Linked DNA regions of Mus musculus: region 1 is linked to region 2. A link is a contact called in public promoter capture Hi-C data. All regions are on one chromosome and are shown on one strand. Each heading gives the region's core, a stretch centred on a gene start, on an enhancer-like site or on the middle of the called end of the contact. The rest is flanking DNA. Distances are from core to core; before and after follow the strand shown. Region 1 holds the start of 1700006H21Rik (RIKEN cDNA 1700006H21 gene). Region 2 holds the start of Dimt1 (DIM1 dimethyladenosine transferase 1-like (S. cerevisiae)).

What was found. Promoter capture Hi-C pulls out the DNA fragments that hold promoters and counts their contacts.
Region 1: a promoter capture Hi-C map of stem cell-derived epiblast-like cells shows a contact between it and region 2, with 3 times the contacts expected there. The contact joins the promoter of 1700006H21Rik here to the promoter of Dimt1 in region 2. A contact is called at or near these places in 3 of 39 promoter capture datasets (liver and stem cell-derived epiblast-like cells).

What each region holds. Positions count from the first base shown.
Region 1 is chr13:107,683,582-107,690,031 of GRCm38.p6, reverse strand. 1700006H21Rik (RIKEN cDNA 1700006H21 gene) reads right to left here and starts at 2,635. Exons shown (of 3, transcript NR_045900.2): 1 at 2,448-2,635; 2 at 1-84. Gm52061 (a long non-coding RNA gene) reads left to right here and starts at 652. Exons shown (of 2, transcript XR_003950694.1): 1 at 652-727; 2 at 2,381-2,847.
Region 2 is chr13:106,941,671-106,948,510 of GRCm38.p6, reverse strand. It overlaps Dimt1 (DIM1 dimethyladenosine transferase 1-like (S. cerevisiae)), which reads right to left and starts at 1,382. Exons shown (of 12, transcript NM_025447.4): 1 at 1,228-1,382; 2 at 852-925. The coding sequence starts at 1,306.

The DNA.
Region 1 (6,450 bases), core at 1,386-3,885, 740 kb before region 2:
AGCCGCGTGCTTTAATATTCCTGATAAATCTAGAAGGCTGCTGAAGAAGGTGAGAGCTGGGGAGGCTGCCCTCTACCTGCACATCTGTGGAGGGGTAAGTCAGGTGTGAACCCTGGCTCATGAGACAGTAACTCAAGCTCCCCTACAAGATAAACTGCTAGAGTCCTACCCTCTGGCCCTGTCTGAAGTTCCTCGGCTTGGACTGTAAAGCAGTCTCTCAGTCAGCTTTTGGAGACAGAGAGGGGGTGGGGTGCACTTTGTCTCCCATCGCAAAGGCTCACGTTGGCAGCTCCTTCAGGAGAGAACATTGGATGCTGACCAAAATGGCTGCAGAGTTCAGTAAAGTTGCTTCCTTAGTTCTATCTGGAAGCTCTTCAGAGGCATAATTTCATTCCAGCCAAATGTAATTAGGAATGTGATTTGATTTAAAAAAAAAAAAAAAACAAATCGAAGGAGAGAAATGAGGCTTCTCCTCCCTCCCTCCCTTTCTTCACTCGTTAACAGGGTTTATATATGTGACCTTAAGGGTCGGCTTCCCTCTGACCCTGGCCAGGCACCCTAAAGGAACCATGGCCCCAGGAGGTGAATGGGGGGAGAGGCACAGTTCCTGCAAGAGAATCCTAAGGATCTTTAAAATTCTGATCTCGAGATCCTGGGAAAGCACAGCAGCTGTATGCCCTCCGTGGGAATGAGATGTCCACTTAATTAAAGCAGGGCAAGGCAGTGGGTGAGCAACTCTCTGGGAGGAAAGCCGGGGTTCTTATCTCACCAGGGCCTTAGTCAAGAGAATTAGCAGCAGGGAAGCAGCTCTGGCTTCCAGGGAGCATGGGCGCCTCAGCCAAGTTTGGTGGAAGAGACAAGGAGAAAAGTAGGAGAGGAGAGGACCCTTGACTCCCTGTATTATTGGCCATGACCCAAAGTAATCTCTCTCTGACCTACTCCATCTTATCGCCAAGGCTCTAATGAGAATTGTGTGGTGAGTTTTTGATAAAGGGCAGTTCAAAATGAGACAGAGAGGTCAAACATTGCAGGCTGCGGCTGTCAGTTTCTGTCTGCACGCACTGTCTTGTGACTCTCTCTTGTTTGTGGGAACGTCCCTTTATCCATTTTCTGAATCTGTTTTCTGCCTTCTTGGGAGAAGCCTTGCGTGCACCTGAAAACAGCTAATGGGAGCTGGAGAGCAGTGTCCAGTGTTCCTGGGTGGACAAATTAAGCCGGAAGTTACTGCAAAAGAACTGAGTTCAAGGAAAGTCCTGGGGATTCCTACAGCTATGGTAGGGATGGCACTGAAAGATGGACTGGGAAGGCTAAACTGGTCCCATGGTGTGCATCTCACGCCCATGTTCGACAGAACACCAATGTTCTGTTTCCACTGCATCATTTCTAGAGGATCCCCCTTTGATTCTCAAGTTTGTTGACTCGTGGATGCAAAGAGGCTGCTGCAGGTCCCAGCATCACACATTTATGCAAAATAGAAAAAGAGTATAACCGGTGGCTCCATTCCTATCTGTTTCATCTTACCAGGAAAGAAAACAGTTCCCTCTAAGTCCCAGAAAACTCCTTATTTCCTTGGCCAAAATTGTCACGTAGTTACCCGGGAAGTACAAAGAGACTGGGAATTTAAGGGTTGGGAAATATTGTTAATCTAATTCAAATTGGAGTTCATAAGAGAGACAGAGTAGCTGGCTACCAAGTAGGCAGAGAATGGGGCATCCTAGGGGTGTTTTGATCTACAAACTGCCAGCAGTTTTGTAAAGAAAACTAAAGCAGGGGAAAGCCAGGTCCAAGAAGTGGGAGTGAGTGGGTAGGGGAGCAGGTGAGGGGGGTATAGGGGACTTTTGGGATAGCATTTGAAATGTAAATGAAGAAAATACCTAATAAAATTTTTTTAAAAGAACAACAAAAAAACTAAAGCTTCTCTAAGTAAACCAAACAGAAGAAATTCGATGCAGCAATTTGTTATCAATCTGGGAAGTGTCAGGAAGGCCAAAGAAAGAGGAAGGGAGGGAGGGAAGGAGGAAGGGAGAGAAAGAGAAGAAAGGGAAAGGGAAGAAAGAGAGAAGATGAATTTATTCAGACATTAGGGACTGAGCTACAATTATATAGAGAAAATCTTATAACCCCCCCAACCAGGGTTGCTGTATTCCTGGACAGTTGGTATATGGACTGGGAAGTTGGTATATGGACTGGGAAGTTGGTATATGGACAAGATTCAAGAAGCCAGAAGCCTGTGCTAGCGCTTACAAAGACATAATACTCTGACATGTGTGCTATAAATGTATGAAAAGCATTAAGGTGCTCAGGTTTCCCATAAGCCCAGAACTGCCTCTTGCATCTTCCGGGTGCCAGGAGGAACCTAAGACTGCACCCCCTTTTCCAGCACCCCATTCTCCTAGTCCTCATCACTGATGGAATCTAGATGGCGACTAGCTGGTGTGAGAATTGACCTGGGAACTCTTTGCCGACTTCCAGCCCCTGTATGAGCCATCCTCCAGACAGCACAGGTCAGAATGGTGCGGGGGTGTGGAGATCAACCTCATGAAGGAAAGTGTGGGATGGAGAGCGAGGCGCCACAAGCTCGCCACAAGCTCCTGCGACTCCTCGAAGCGTCCTCATTAGATCTAAGATGTCTCCCAGAACACCCGTGAGACAGCAGGAAGGAACTGCTTACCCCGGAAGTCCTAACGGCCCAGTTCCTTCTGAGTTACCTCATCAGGCACAGCTTTCATTGGGGCACAGTGACAGTGTGGTGAGATATGATTGGCTGAGGATTTAGGGGCTTGGGATTGGCTCAAACACTGTATATAAGTTTATGCATTGTGCAATAAACTCAGATCTGCACCCTGATGCTGGTCTCTGGAGTCTGATTCCTGGGATTCATCGTGTGACTCCGTCCCCTCTCCTTCCCCATCCTCAGTCCTGTTCCCACAGGATGATTCAAGACAAATGATGGCCCAGGCATGGTCCCCTGAAAAGATAGGGAGAGGCCGGGCTTGATCCTCCTGGACTTGTGAAACGGCGACGATGATGCTTTGTCTTCTGTCTATGTTAACTGGTCAAGGAAACAGGGAGAGAGCATGCCTTTAATCCCAGCACTTGGGAGGCAGAGGCAGGAGGATTTCTGAGTTCAAGGCCAGCCTGGTCTACAGAGTGAGTTCCAGGACAGCCAGGACTACACAGAGAAACCATGTTTCGAAAAACAAACAAACAAACAAACAAACAAACAAAAGAGAGAGCGAGAGAAAGAAAGAAAAAGAAAAAAGAAAAACCCAACTTCAAACACTATTCAGGGGTGTGAGGGTGGGGGTGACATCCAGAGATACTTTAAATTGTATGTCCAGATAGCTAGATTCTCCATCAAAGTTTCTTTCATTTATTTCTGTTTTAGAAGACAAAGAAATTTGAACCGTTGGATAGATATTTTAAAAAGCATGCGATGTCACCTTTCAGGCTTGATATAATAATGAAAGTATTGAAAAAGATAAAGATTTCTACTGTTGATGGTTTGGGCTGGAAGGTCCTGCTCTGTGATTTAACTCTGTTAGAGAATTAGTTTCCTAATTTTTATTTTATTTTGGTATATGTGTATGTGTGTGTTTGTGTGCATTCATATATGTGCAGGTTCTCACATAAGGAAGTGTGTGCGTGTGCACAAATGTATGGAGGGCATAGGGTATCCTCAGGCATCATCCCTAAGTCTGTTTAAGGCTGGGTATCTCAATTTCCTGGAGCTTGTCAGCTAGCAAGTCCCAGACCTATTTGACTCTGCCTCCCTAGTGTTGGCATTACAAATGCCACCGTACTTGGCTTTTTCAATATGGGCTCTGGGGATTGACTTAGGTCCTTGTGTTTGCAAAAGGCAAGCACTTTACCAACTGAGCCAGCTCCTTAGTGTAAGTCTCATAGTTCTTTTTTAGCAGTGAGTTTGTTTAGGTCATTAAAAAGAAGCCACAGTAAGCTTGCTCTGGTCGTATTTTCTCTCTGTGGTCACTGTGACCTGCCATTTTTAATGCAAGACCCTGTGCACTGTGGTGGTAGACAATTGTCTGCAAGAGACATTTGCAAATATTTTGGCTGGGGAATGTTTGCTTCCAGGACAATTAGGAACATCCATTACCAAGGACACATGTGGATACCTCTTTCCATATAGGAGTGTGCAGTGAAAACCTGGGATTTGAAATTCACCTATACACAGATTTATGAAGGAGGATCATCATGCAGATGAAGACCCTTGCTTAGGCAAACCCAGAGGCCTCTTGGCCTCACATAAAACCTCACCTGGAAAATATAAAACTTCATGCACAGAGCCAAAGCAGAAAGCTGCCTGAGACAAGAGCCCAAATTTGGCTGAAACAAAAGGCCAGGCGATGAGTTTTTTGGAAAGAACTGGAAGAGCGTAGCAAAACTTGTGACATTAACAGTGAGACTTTATATTTGTGGAGCAATTCAGGGCTTATGAGATACATTTTTATAATCTTTTCAGTCTCCTGTGTTCTTCATTCCTCATGCTGCAGAAGTTAGGTGTTCCAGTGATCCACTACTGTGTACCAAGCTTGCCCAAGGTCAAAGATTGCTCATGTTTTCAAGGCTGGCCGGGGATGCTGGTGTTGGTGTGGAGCTCTGCCAGGATGCTTGCCTGAATGTTTGCAGGTGGCCTTCCCTAGTGGCTTGGGATTCTCAGAACCTGGTACTAAGTTTAAAGAGAGAGACACACAGACAGACAGACAGACAGACAGACAGACACGTGCACATGTGCACACACACACACACACACACGTAGAAAAACAGAGACAGAGAGAGGAAGAGAGGCAGAGACACACACAGAGACAGACAGAGACTGAAAAGGAATGAATATTTCAAACATGGCAAGTTTAAGACTGAATACAATTTGTACACAGCAGATAAGGTGGTTCATTTTTTCTCTTGTCTTTTGACCACAGAAGTTGGAAGTTGGACAGAGGGGAGGGGAGAGTAGCCCCTCCTCAGATTTTGAAATTGAGTTTTTAGCATTGAATACTTCAAGGAGGCTCCTGAGCCCTACTTGGCATGAAGAGTCTGTCACCTTAAGTGTCAGACCCAGAGGGACCTTTGAGCACACTGAATCACAGAGAACAGGACGTGGGGATAAACAGTTGCCTCAAGATCCATAGCTAAGTCAGAGATGGGATAAGTCTGAGTCTAATGTCCCTGAGCCACACACAGCCAACTGCCCCTTTGAGGAGTCTGGTCTGTTCCATGTTTTCTACTCTTCCTTGCTAGCTACTGCTACTGATCCCGTGCTAGAAGCAGCAGAGTGTGGCAGACAATGGTTTAAAAACAAAACAACTAATGAACTCACCCAAACCTGGAACTCTTCTGCTTTGTCTTTGGGTGCAGGGGGTGAACATTTACATGTGCTACTAATGAACCCAGTCTGGGTCCTGTCTTCTAATATCCCAAATCGACAGCCAAGCCGCTATCTGTCAGAGGCCTGACTGCAGCTCATTAAAGCAGTGAGGAAGGGGGCTGTCATTAGAACCTGGAGACAGGCCTTGGTTCAGCTTGTCTCTTGACTTGGGGTCTACAGCCACTCACAGCAGAGCCCTAGAGGTGAGTGGGGGAGGGGAACCTTCTGTCTGTCTGTCTGTCTGTCTGTTTGTCTGTCTGTCTGTTACTCTGCCCTCACTCATCCTTCCCCCTCCTCTCCGAGACCTTAGGTTGTTTCTCCATCCCCTTCTCCTCCTCACGCCAAGGTAAAGATCTGATTGTATAAGGTGGGGTCTTCAGAGAGACATGCGGTCCCTTCGTAAGTGTACACAAGGTTTATGAAAAGGGATTAGTTTATGCAGCTATGGAGGCTGGCAAACCTGGAGATCTGCAGGATGAGTCAGCACCCTGGAGACCCAGGACAGCTGTCCTTTGAGCTATAATAGGATGGCTTTGAGGCTCAGCCCTTTGTTTTCTTCAGACCCTCCTCCCTTAGCTGGCTTAGGCCCACCCCCACACTGGAGAGCAATCAGCCTCATTCAGTTTTAGTCTCTCTCATACAGAAACATCTACAGAGACACCCACAACCCCCAAAATATATGACCAAGCAGCAGAGAAGCTATAAGCTAGTCATTACTTATAATCAATGGTCACAACAGACACTGGGCACTGCCAGGGGTAGCTATGGGCTGTAGAAATGTTGCCATGAACACAGCGAGATACCTGTGTCCCTGAGCTGGCTGCTAAGACATGAAATCTGAAGCATGGACTGGCCTTCCCATCACCTCTCAACCTCTCCAGCCTGTATCTTAACACATCTCCTGGCCCTTCCCTAACCATGCCTTGCCTGCTGTGAACTGGTGATTTTGTCCTAGGGCTTCACAGCTCAGAGCATTTGCATGTCCTGTTTTCTCTGCCTGGGACACCCTTACCTCCATCCTGTGCCTGGAAACTTCTATTTGCCTCTTCACGACTCAGCTGAAA
Region 2 (6,840 bases), core at 133-2,632:
AGGGGATATACTCAGCTTCTGGAGCCAGAACAAAAGCAAGAGCAATCGGTTCTACTGGTGGGTTCCTGCTTTCTACATTGGCAATAATTCCAGCAAACTGTAACTAATTGTAACTTCCAAAGAGTTCAAATGGGAAAGAGTGCATTCAAATGGAAAAGATTTCTCAATTCTTAACCACTGTACAGTTTTAAGAATATAGTAACCATACAAAACGTTACCAGTGTGCATATGCTTATGAGTAGAATATTCGGTGAGACTGGAGAACTATACTCTATGGCTCCAGGATGCTCCCTGTACCGTCTGTATTTTACCTCCAGGCCCTCAATCCTCCATAAGCACAGCACAGTAACCCATACAGAAGGAATCCTCCAAACAGTTCATATGCAGTACCATATCTTTTCCTGAGGAACAAACTCAGTGTGATTTGGACGTAAATTTACGGTCTGGAATAAAAAGAGTAACGATGATGTACTTAGAAAGTGATCAAAATGATACACGCTTGCAAAGTGGAGTTCAAGGCTGGCTTTGACACACACCATGTTTGAGGCCACCCTGAATTACATGAGACCCAGTTCCAAAAACAAGATGGAGCCTCCAAAAAGTGGAAATAATCTGGAAATCACTGGGCAATTCTCAACCCATCCAACATATACATACAGAGCAACTATTCTGTCAGGCACCCTATCTTGGTTTATATTTTCTTAGTATGTAGGCTGCGGTCGAGCATATCACCCTGCCTCAGCTTCCCCAAATGCTGGGATAATTATGGGCATGCAACTTAGGCATACAGGCATTAAGTAGTCAGAAAAATACAATCCACAAACGCTCTGCCTTTCATCGTTAACACCCACCTTATCGATGATGCTGTTAACAATTAGAGGATTTTTCAAAATGTGTTGTCCGATCCCTGTGTTGAACATGAGTCCTGAAATAAAACACGAAGCAGCCTTAATTTCCCAACTTTTCAAGAACCGATCTCAGGCCGTCCCAGAGAAGCAGGATGGACCCGGGACGGTTTCTGCTCCAATGCATCCACAAGCGCCGCGCTCCCGGCCGGGGTTGGGATGTATCTTTGAGTCCATCCATCCCTCCTGCTGGCAAGGAAGACCAGGCGCGCGCGGGGAAGGGTCAGCGCTGAGCGCCCACCCTCCTCGGGGCGGCTAGAGGCGCAGGCCACCGTAGGGCTCCCCCGCCGCGGGTCAGTCCCAAGCATCCTCCACACCGCACCTCCAGCTCGCTTCAGCTCCCGGCGCTGCTCCTGACGATCCCGCCGGCGGCTACTCGCTGCGGACTTGGCCTTCGGCATCTTCTCGGAGGAGTCCCTGTGCCAAGCGAAAGCAGCCGGGAACCGCGTGGAAGTCGCCCTCAGTCGCCGTCACGACTAGGCGCCCGAGAGGCCCACTTCCCCGCCCACTGCGATCACCGACCCACCCAGTCAGCGGCAGGCCGGAGCCCAGTGGCTGCTGGGAATTGTAGTCTCTTATGGGCTCCTCCCGCGGCAAGGCGGACTCGAGCCCAGTGGCTGCTGAGATTGTAGTTTCTGTCTGGTGAGCTCCTCCGGAGGCAAGGCTGGCTCCAGCGGGTTAGCCACCGGATTTTAGAGTTTTAGCTGGAGCAACAACTTCCCCAAGAGCCCGATTTCCCAGAGGAAACCGCGCCGCTCAGGCAGGCAGTTAGGATTGGTTGGGTCTCGGCAAATTGGGTGCTTCATTTGGCACTGCCCTGGGACATTCTGATATCTGCGGAAAGATCTCTCGTGTCTCTCCTGTTTCCCTGCAGGTTGTGGGCTGAGAAGCCTAGGCTCGATGGACACGGAGCTTGGTGGTTTAGGGTAACATGTCTCTCCGTTGTGGAAAGCAGTTAGATTAGAATTAGCTCTCGTTCCAACACGGCACTTACTGGTTACTTCTCTATGCTTTTTGTTCATTTTCTCGTCGTTTTGCTGAGTTCCAGCACTGGAATGTCATAGTTAAAATATGCTGCTCTCAATGTTTATTTATTGAAAGATAAAGGCTATAACAATTTCAAAACCCTGTAAATGGGATTGATTACAGGTATGTGTTGGATATTGTAATGGGATTATACGCCGGGCTGTAACATACAGAATAAAAGATTCATGGCTGTTTTTCTTGCCAGTGTAATGTTTCGGTTTTAATTTTTCTGTTTGTGCGCTGAAGAAAGTCTTTGCAATCAACCACCAAAGGCTACTGCTAAGAACCTGTTCCGTAGCCTAGGTTTTTGTTTGTTTGTTTTGGTTTTTGGTTTGTTTTGTTTTTCAAGACCGGGTTTCTCTGTATAGCCCTGGCTGTCCTTGGAACTCACTTTGTAGACCAGGCTGGCCTCGAACTCAGAAATCTGCCTGCCTCTGCCTCCCAAGTGCTGGGATTAAAGGCGTGCGCCACCACCGCCCGGCTTTTTTTTTTTTTTTTTTTTTTCTCGTAGCCTAGGTTTTAGTCCTTCCTTTCTTTGCTGTAATTCGAGCACAGGGAAAGTTCTAAAATATCCTAATATAATCTTTTATTTATAGTCGACTATTATGGGGTTCCCACCAAGGAGCACTTGAACACTGCCTATGAGCCAATGGAAAGCCTTTCTTCCAGCCGCAGGTGACTACAGCTGGGTATTCCGGACCCAAGTTCATTCATCTCTGAGCCTGGAAAGCCCTCAAGGTTCCCATCCCGCAGTTGCAAGCTAACTACAGTTACAAAAGCCAAAATACGCGATTAGCAAAAAAAAAAAAAAAAAAAAAAAAAAAAAAAAAAATTATGGCGTTGTTTTTCTTTCTGGAACTTAAGCTTCCCCTCGCAGTTACTGGCACTCAGCAATTCAAAGTTCCTTCGTGGAATCTGAACATGACATCACCACTGCTTTTACAAATAGCTTATTTTTAAAAGGGGGAGGTGTGCAGTCTCACACACCTAGCAATACCCCAGACTCCTGGTCTACCTCCCAGGGACATGGCGCCAGCCTTCTCTTCCCTATGGCAGCAGCACTGCGCATGCTAGACTTCACACTCGGCCCCAAAGCTGATGTTGAGACCATGCTGAAAGGCCTTCAGTTCATTTTTCAGATGCAAGGTCACTGCACACCTATCAGGACCACAACAATTACAACCTAGGCTAGGTACACGAAAATGGCAGCTTTGGTAATTTGAGAATTTTTCTGCATGGACATTCCTGGACTGTCAGCATTACGACAGTGATGAACAGGACAAACAAGAATCTGACTACTTTTTGAACAAAACAGAAGAAAAAACTAAAAGAAATGAATCAGGACAGTGTAGGGGTTAGTTCTAATGCTCAGGTTCTCCAACTGGCTCTTGATCCATCAATAAAGATACCAGCGCCCGATGACTGAGAATGGGGAGGGACACTTAGAGTTGAGTGGGAGGACGAAGGCAGAATGGAGAGAGCTGGGGAAGAAGAAGGAGGAGCTGTAGGAGATAATGCCAACCAGCCATGTGAGTTTTCCTTTTTGAGTGGCTAATGGACACTCTGTCCGATTATACCTGGAGTGGCAGAAGAGGTTTAGCAGTGCTCAGTCATTGAGTTAGCAAAGGCGTTTTAAGGTTAACTGGTGCGTGTGGGGGTGGGGTTGTTTGTTTGTTTGTTTTGGTTTTGGTTTTTCGAGACAGGGTTTCTCCGTATAGTCCTGGCTGTCCTGGAACTCACTTTGTAGACCAGGCTGGCCTTGAACTCACAAATCTGCCTGCTCTGCCTCCTGAGTGCTGGGATCAAAGGCGTGCACCACCACCGCCCAGCACGTGTGTGTGTGTGTGTGTGTGTGTGTGTGTGTGTGTTTAAATTTGTAGATTCAAGGGAAGCTGGGTGGGGGCTGGTATCGCAGCCAGTTCCAGAGCTTAGGCAGGGTAGCAAAAGCTACACACGACAGGACAGTACTTGGCAGGTGAAGCCTATACAACCCATAGTTCAAGGTGAGCCCTAGACAGGTTTTGAAGTGGTGTACAATGAAGATTTGGTATATCAAAACATTAAAATCTGCACTCGAAGCATTATTTGCTATAGCTTAGGCCTTAGTTGGCCACCTTGCAGCTAGCTCTTCTAACTTAATTAACCCAGTGATTCAAGTCTACATTTGCTACATGACTCTCCCTTTACCCATTACGCAGTCCTGGTATGTACGACCTCCTCCATGTGTTGATGGAGAATTGCTGCCTCTCGATTCTTCCCACAGTTCCTATCTCTGCCCAACATTCCTGTTCTCCTCAGCTACTGGCAGTCAGCTCTTTATTAAACGGATCAGAAGTGATGGACAAGAGCTTACAGAGACAGCTGATGATCCCTAAAAGTAACACTACCAAAGTCAGACAGTACTAAACTCTCTGCTGGTATGGAAACCAACACTTGAATAATGCAAAGACAGCCTTTCAACTGTGAACCAAAGGATTATCCCAACAATGTTTTAATGTTTAAAAAGCCAATGAGATCTGTATATTTTTATGAGCTACTATGGTGTTGTTTCTGAAAGTCAGCTGGAAGCAGAGGAAACGGTGAAATGCACTGCCCAAATAGAACATGATTTTTTTTTTTTTAAAATGCTTTTTATCTCGGTGGGATCTTTGGAGAGAGTTAGCTTTGGTTTCAGGAGACATTTAATTTGGATGTTTGGAATAATAAACTATTCATTCTGAAAAGAGATTTTTGAAAATGTTATCCCTTTTCCCTCCCAATATTGACTTAAATGTTTAAATGTAGAGGTTATAAGAAAGCTAAAATTAAAAAAAAAATTAGGGAGTGGGGGTGGGTGGGTATGGGGGACTTTTGGTATAGCATTGGAAATGTAAATGAGCTAAATACCTAATAAAAAATGGAAAAAAAAAGATAGTTAAAAAAATTAATTAACACTGCTTCACTTAAAATTATGAAAGAAGAAAAAAAGTATTCAAGGGATGGTTTAGCAGGTCAAAACACTAGCTGGAACCTAGTTTTGAAACTCCTCCTCTCATTTACACACACACACACACACACACAAAGGCACTTACCTCACATCCCTGGCCCTGGCCAACACACACACACACACACACACACACACACACATTTGCTTTTGAGGAGTGGGAAGGTTGGGAGTGACAAGCACACTAACAACCCATTTGCAGTCCAGGTAGCATTTAAGTACATCATTACCCTTATTAACTCCTCTGAACAATTTTGTGAGACAGATATATAAAGCATGTAGTTTTAGCAGCTCCACTTTAAGCTCCAGGAGGACCATGCCACCAGCACCCCGCCCCCCCCCCCCAGGTCTCCTCGGCTCATTTTGATAAAACAATTTAAAGCAATTAAAGCAATCTAAATAAACAATAACGGACGAGAGGGTGTTTCTCTTGTCTCTTATCTTGACCTTCATGAGATCAAGGCCTGGATTTCTATTGTGTGAGGTAGGGTAGGCTCCCTTTCCTCTGATTTTCAACCTATTTTTTTAACTTATTTTTTTTTTAGATTTATTTATTTATTATATATAAGTACACTGTAGCTGTCTTCAGACACTCCAGAAGAGGGCATCAGATCTCATGACAGATGGTTGTGAATCATGATGTGGTTGCTGAGATTTGAACTTATGACCTTTGGAAGAGCACTCAGTGTTCTTAACTGCTGAGCCATCTCTCCAGCCCTCAACCTAATTTTAAAAAGTCGAAAGCCTCAACTCTTTATTATCTATGTCTACTTATTGTATAAGCCTATTTCTAGGCTCTAGTAATACCAGGCAAAGATATCCCACCAATAGACCATGTTCAGAGATTTTTGAGTATATCCCTTGGCAAGACCATTTTCAATCTTCTCTAAAGGATTTTTTTTTTCATCTAATCTCTAACTTCTCCCTTTTGTGGAGTTTAATATCTCTGTATACTTGAGAACATTTAGACAATTATCATTTTATTTCCTTTTATCCTTAAAAACAATTCAATTAAACTTTATGTATCTCTATTTTTTAGATTATTTGCTTGTAGGAAGTAGGCTGATTCGTTGTCTCAGGGCAGTCATCTTGTCTCTTTGTACAACAGGGGCTCTCAGCGTCTCAGCTAAGGCTCTCTGAGGCTGCTAGGATCCTTTTAAAAGGGCTCTGGGTAAATCCTTGGCTGGTGGCTGTGTTCATTTGTTCTAGTTTTGCACTCTGGAGCCACGACATGGCTCTGCTCAGCTGAGAAACCAGTTCTCCCCCCTATTACACTATATTATTGTGTATGTGTAATCCATCCAAGAGTTTTTCAATTAATAGTGGATTCTCGCTCCAAATTAGATGCTATAGTGTGCAGTTTTTGCTACACTGCTTTAAGCTGCAGGTGGACTGAGCTACCAGCTCCGCCCAGGTTCCCTCGGATCCACAGATCACACACACACACACACACACACACACACACACACACACACAGAGGCCAATTATTGTTATTGTTGGGTTTTTTTTTTTTTGTTTGTTTGTTTTTTGTTTTTTGTTTCCAATGGCCAGGCTCCTCTAAGCCTTCCCTGGCTATTGCACCCTTCTTTTCACTCCCAGGTCAGCACACTAAATCTGTCTTTAATTTTAGCTGCTCAGTCACCTTTAGTCCCAGCTCAGCACCCCAAATTTGCCCTCATCTTAGTTATGTTTCTAACCTCTCATCTTGTCTTCTACCCTAGGCCCAGTCAGAGAAGCGGCAAATAGTCTAGATCTCACAAGGCTGATGGCTTTTTTTCCCCTCTGGTAAAAGACGGTAAATCTTTTTCTGGACAGGGGCGGGACCGGAAGTCCCGCCTATTCCACCCAGCTCATTGGCTACTAATATCTTTATTGATTGATCAGGAGCCAATTGTAGAGCAGGTCCTTTTAATGTTCACATGTAAA